Regions from separate parts of the Oryzias latipes genome. Here region 1 is linked to region 2. Evidence: chromatin contacts called from public Hi-C data. All regions are on one chromosome and are shown on one strand. Each heading gives the region's core, a stretch centred on a gene start, on an enhancer-like site or on the middle of the called end of the contact. The rest is flanking DNA. Distances are from core to core; before and after follow the strand shown.

Region 1 (2,843 bases), core at 27-2,526, 140 kb after region 2:
CTGCAAGTCACTGAACGGAGCGGAGCAGGGAGCGTGAGGCTCCCGACTGCAGCACCCATGTCAGGGCTACAGGCTTTTTCCAAGTGTTTTTTTTTTTTTTTTTTTTTTCTTGCCCATCTGCCCCTGATTCCCAGCAATGTGAATAAAGAAATACTCAGAAATGCAAATTAAGCTTAATTTTCTTTAAATGTGTTCTCCGCCATGAGGAAAATGCCACAAGAACATGTTAAAAACACAAAAAAAAAACGATTTTCATTGAAGAGGATCTTTACCAGACATCCGTCAACGTGCAGGACAGTAACAACTGGTTGGACACTGCCCTCTAGTGGCTGCATGAGGTGAACGTCTATAGTGATGCAACAATTGACAAATTCATCTATAACTGGAACTCAAATTATGTTCATTTGCATGCACAAAAACATTCACTCTTATGCATTCATTCTTTTACAGTGATTTTATTCGTGATCCAGCCTGAATGCTTTAGAAAGAGGAGCATATAGAGGCCTAAATGTGGGCAGCTTTGCTGACTCCACTTCGTGGGTTTGTCTTGTTTGACTCCGCAGAGGAAGACCTTTGTTGGGCTACTTGTGGCTGCAAGATACTTTTGTCTTTCTCTGCAGTCACCCATAAGAGCTCCTTCCGAGCAGCCAGATGCTTTTCATTCATCCTCTGCTGCACTGTGGGTTGGAGTTTTTCACATTTCATCCGGAGTTTTCTGCACTCTTCACTGAGTATTTTGTTCTCTTGGATCAGGCGTTTCAGCCGCAGTCTTTCCACGTCTGCGGCTCTCTGGAGCCTCTCCAGGGCCCCAGCTGCTGCAGAGGCTGTCCGCCTGGACTCCTCCGTCTCCAACCGGGCGCTCTCCAGCTCGCTCTCCAGACGCTGGTTTTGGAAGTAAACGTCCGGAACTAGATCGACCCGATCTTCATCCACAAGCCGTTTCTGTATCATCTCATACCACTCCGTTTGAAAACAGTGAAGAGTGTCTGACATTCCTGCGTTGAAAAGAAAGTTTCGCACAAAATCGACCACAGGTGGTGATTTGGGCGTGTTGGAGGAGGTGACTGAAATGGCTCCAGCAGTGGCTCCTGAATGCCCCTGGACGGCGTTTACAGTCTCCTCCAGATCATCTTCCTCTTCTGTGAAGGTACACTCGTCATCAACAGAAACTTCACATTTTAAGTATTCTTCCGAGACTAAAATTTCCGGTTCCTTTTCGATGTTGTTGTCCGCAGCGCTCATTTTCCGCGATCTTGCTTGAGAACGCTTCACGTTGCCACGGTAACTGCTAACGAATCAACGCGAGATTTTTCGAGATCAGCCATCTGCAGTTTTTCCGTCACCAACAATCATGGCGGATTACAAAGCGGCGCCCTTGGCCTCTTTGCCAAAAACATTGGACCCAAACGAATATTTCAACTTGTCACCGGAGCACCGGCGCGCAGAGGAAGCCAGGGCTGCGGTTCGAGCGAACCTGAAGAGGCAGTATCAGGTGCAGCTGAACAACCCGCACCGGAAGGAGCTGGTTGTAAGTAAAGTCACCCTGAGGAGGGCCGAGGAACCCGTTAGCATGCTAACATTTTCAATTTAGTATAGAACAGGAAGAAAACATGCAAAAAAGTCTAGTTTTAAAAAATAAACTACTGTTATGGTTTGTATTTTAGCTTGTATTTTTGTGGCTGCCATGTATAAGTGTTGTGTCAATGCTATACTAATGTAACAACTGACACAGCTAGCTAGCAAGCTACAGTCTTTGATTCAGAAATTATAACATAATTATTTGCTTTATTAAGGTAAAACCTTTTAAGACGATTTTAAAGGTAGATGCAAGGATTGCATTTTATTATATCATTATATTATGGTCTGTGCTTGGTGTTATGTGCCAACTTTGAAAGAAACAGAACTTTAGTTTTGTTTTGTTTTTTGTTTTTTTTTGATTGTGTATTTTATATGATGGCGATTTTCCTTTTTGTAAATGGGCTTATTTGTCAAAACATCAAATCAATTCTTTTAAAATGTGACCATTATTTTTTGTTGATCTCTTTTCTGTTGCGTGAGTGAACAGTCAGAGAGTATCCGGTTTTTTAGATTTTCCAATTGTGTTCGCTATTTTTTTTATTTGCCGTCTTTTGTACTTTAAGGAGATTTAAAATTTAAAGTAGGGGCCGTCTTTTCGCACTGATTTAGGACACGAATTCACGCTTTTCATATTTTTGTTTTAAAAATAAGTTAAAGGAATGCTTGTCAAAACCAAAGATAGATCAAACTACCGGTAGTTTAGTTTTAAATTTCCACTCAATGATATTTTGATCTGTTGTAAAAGTGTTACTTGTTGGTTTTTTTTACTATGATTATTCTGTTTTATTTTAAATTTTAAAAAAAAACAGTCGTTTTCTAGGATATAGTTTCTGCAGAGCGGCAGTATTTCATTAAAAATATGCTTCAGAATTGTGGGCGTAATTGTTGGCGGAGTACGCCTGCGCTCATTTCCCATCCTCCCTTTGTTTACACTCTCTCTTGCTAGCCTACAGCCCCTCATACCAGCAACCCAGCATTATCGTTGCAACAAAAACGACGACTCATATCGGAGCTATCCAGCCGCACACTTTTGAAATAGATGCATCAGAATGGATTTCTTTACCACTTACTACTTAAACTGTCTTTGTTTTTTACCTGCACACATAATAGGAAATTACGACTACAATTACAATTGTTTTTGTGTATAATTTTTCTATGAATTTGCTGCAGATGCATAAATCCTGAGTTTGGACCAGACTGTTGTCACAGAATATAGAGAAGAATTTCTGACCTAATGTTCGAATAAATTCCAATAAGTTCAATAC
Region 2 (2,700 bases), core at 11-2,510:
TGAGTCCCACATCGAAGTAACTGTATATAACTACATGTCCTGCAAAAACTGAGGGTTTTTGGCTTAAAGCAGGTCCAGAAAATAAAACCTTGAAAGATGAAAGCATTTAGCAGATTTTTTTCAAAAGTAGAAAGAGCCGCAGGATTTTTTTCCCCTTCCAGAATTTTTGTTTATAAAGATCCCATATACTGATGCCCTTTGAAATGGTGCTTATCAGGTGTGAAGACAACCTGCATCAAAACCAGAAGGACACAACTTGTCACGCTGTTTTTCCGCCTGATGAATTTGAAAAGATAAAATAAAAAAAAACTCACATTTTAAGAGCAGACGAGAAGACGTCACCCGTGAGAGCAAATGAAAATTGTGACGTTTCCTCCACAGATGTTTGTTTGTCTGTGAACCTGACTCTGTGGCGTTGTGTGTCTCATAGAAATGATTCATAGGGAGAAAAGTTGCACCTAATCCAGACGCTTCAAACTAGGTGATCACAGTTCGTACAAAAATGCCTCATTTGCTGTTTTTGACAGGCATTTTAAAATCAATTATTATGTTCATGAGACACTTAAAAATAAGTTTAGTTTTAACTGTGTTTGCTTTTTTAGTTCACAGTGCCTTTGGCCAGTTGCACTGTTATGTGTTAGTCTCTCCCTGCAGAAGTAACAGAATCACGGATGCTGTTTTTTTCTGTTTAGGAGGAATTATGGCTGTTCTTGACATAAAGTATTACAGCACCTGCAGCTATGTTGTTTTTGGCCTTTTTGGAGTTTATTGTTTATAAAAAAAGGAAACATTTTTTCAAATCTTTTGTCAAATGACTTCACAAATGCCCCAACCCAAGCAGGAAAACCAACGTAAAGTTATTCAAACCTTTATATAAAATATTTTTCTTTTTTGGGGTCCCTCTTTGTTATTTTTCTGCAGCATTACTTTTTATTTTTAAATATTCAAAATGTGTGTTCTTATAGTTACAAAACAACCTCACCTGTTGTGAGTAAGAAGAGAGAAACCGGTACTTCTGCTCTTTTTCCAAGTAATTTTGTTCCACCTGATTTAAACAGAAACACACAAACATGCATACTGGAATGCACACAATAAGAAACACACACAGGACTAAACAAAGCACATAGAAACTGTACAGAACAGGAGACAGGTGGGATGGGTAAATGTTGGTTTAGGGATAAAATAGAAACAAAAACAGTAAGGAAAAGGGTGTCCTTACCTGGTTGTTTGATAGCTCCCCCTCCTGGGAAGAAGGTGTCACAGCAGGTGAGCTCACACTGGATCCACTTCTGGCGCCAATTATTTGTCCCCCTTCCTTCTCTGCATCTCTACTATGTTGCCTCTTACTTAGCCTTTTCTCCTCTCTCCTCTGGTCCTGCTCTGATACTTTCTCCTCTAAACTGTGTCCTCCTTTCTCTAACTGCCTCTTCCACGCTCCTTCCTCCTCTTGCAATGAAGGACTCTTTACTTGCTTTACACTTTTTTTGCCATTTACCTGCTCCTTGGTCTCACTTCCTTTTTCTCTCTTCTCACTTTCCCGATGCCTGTGTCTCTCTGTGTCCTTCGGCCTTGATTGGTGACTTTCGGCATCCATCTGTTTGTCCACAGACCACCTCACGCAATCATCGTCGCCTTTGCTGTTGCTGACTAGCTGACAGAGTCTGGACTGTAGTTTCTCTTCCAGCACATCTGCAGATCCAGGGTTAGAGAGCTGTGACCCTTGAGCCAAAGAGTGGAGTTGGGGACAGTTGGGGTCAGATGAGTTTGAAAGTGCTGTGTCTAAATCCTCCAGTTGAGGTGTCGCAGTCTGAAAAATCAGGGTGTCTGGGGCGGCAGCAGCAATTGGTCCGCTGCCGATTACCGAATGTTCCTCACTAAGTCCTCTCTTTAGCAAGGCATTGAGTAGGATACCACTGTTCTCCTGTAGTGTGAAGTCAAATGAACACAGATAAAATCAAAAGGGCAAAAGCCTCTATTGCTGGGCATATCAAATAAGAATTATTTAGAATAATTTGTGAACTAGGAACTGGATATTTTACCTGTGCTAGTGGGTAGATGGACTGTGTGTGGCTCTGGGATCCAGGACGGCCCCGTTCTGTTGAGGACTCCCTTCTGCTCTTCCTTCGTCGCCGGGATCTTCTTTTAGGATCAGACTGCTTCTCCTCTCCATCACTGCTGTCCCCTATTACCTGGAAAAAGCAGGTGAGTACATCTGGTCATGTCAGAGTGTTTCATCATTTTTGGAGCATTTCCAAGGTAAACATTAAGGCTGTCATATGAATACTGTCTTTGGTATAAACACATGACAAAAGTCAAGCATGGAGGAGGGGTAATCATGAGGGTATGTGAATTTTTATTTATTAAAGAACTACAAAGAAGTGCAGAAAGTTTCACTTGATGTCTTATTTTGATCCTTTCTCTGTCCTTGTACTTATAATAGATAACTAAAAGTAAAAAACATTTAACTCATAAATACTTCTAAAATAAAGGCGTTTTGGATAGTTATGACTTGTTAAAGCTTTCAAAGAGGGAGTTGTCAAATGGGTAAACATTTATGACAATTGGAAACAAGGCATTTTTTGGAAAAAAAATAATTTGTGATTTCTACAAGAAACTTACAAACAGAAATGAATTCCTTATATTTGAGTTCAGAAACTATGACACAACATTTTTTGTTAGTTCTAGAAATGGTTAAATAAT

What was found. Hi-C and Micro-C count contacts between places; a contact is called where the count stands out from the background.
Region 1: a Hi-C map of embryo shows a contact between it and region 2, with 2.2 times the contacts expected there. The contact joins the promoter of LOC105356680 here to the enhancer-like site in region 2. A contact is called at or near these places in 5 of 5 Hi-C or Micro-C datasets (embryo, fibroblasts and gastrula embryo).

What each region holds. Positions count from the first base shown.
Region 1 is chr20:15,086,569-15,089,411 of ASM223467v1, forward strand. LOC105356680 (sperm-associated antigen 16 protein-like) reads right to left here and starts at 1,277. Exons shown (of 1, transcript XM_011488857.2): 1 at 436-1,277. The coding sequence starts at 1,242. The coding sequence ends at 505. ndufb4 (NADH dehydrogenase [ubiquinone] 1 beta subcomplex subunit 4) reads left to right here and starts at 1,307. Exons shown (of 3, transcript XM_004081011.4): 1 at 1,307-1,528. The coding sequence starts at 1,352.
Region 2 is chr20:14,951,556-14,954,255 of ASM223467v1, forward strand. myrip (rab effector MyRIP) reads right to left here. Exons shown (of 18, transcript XM_011488854.3): 11 at 2,040-2,189; 12 at 1,220-1,921; 13 at 983-1,045. Among protein-coding and RNA genes, the nearest start is that of LOC110017283, 8.0 kb to the right of the region's middle. Within about 2 kb of position 1,261, at least 1 of the 8 cell types and tissues checked has an H3K27ac peak or open chromatin away from gene starts, as enhancers often do. A contact at or near this core is called in embryo, where this site is marked.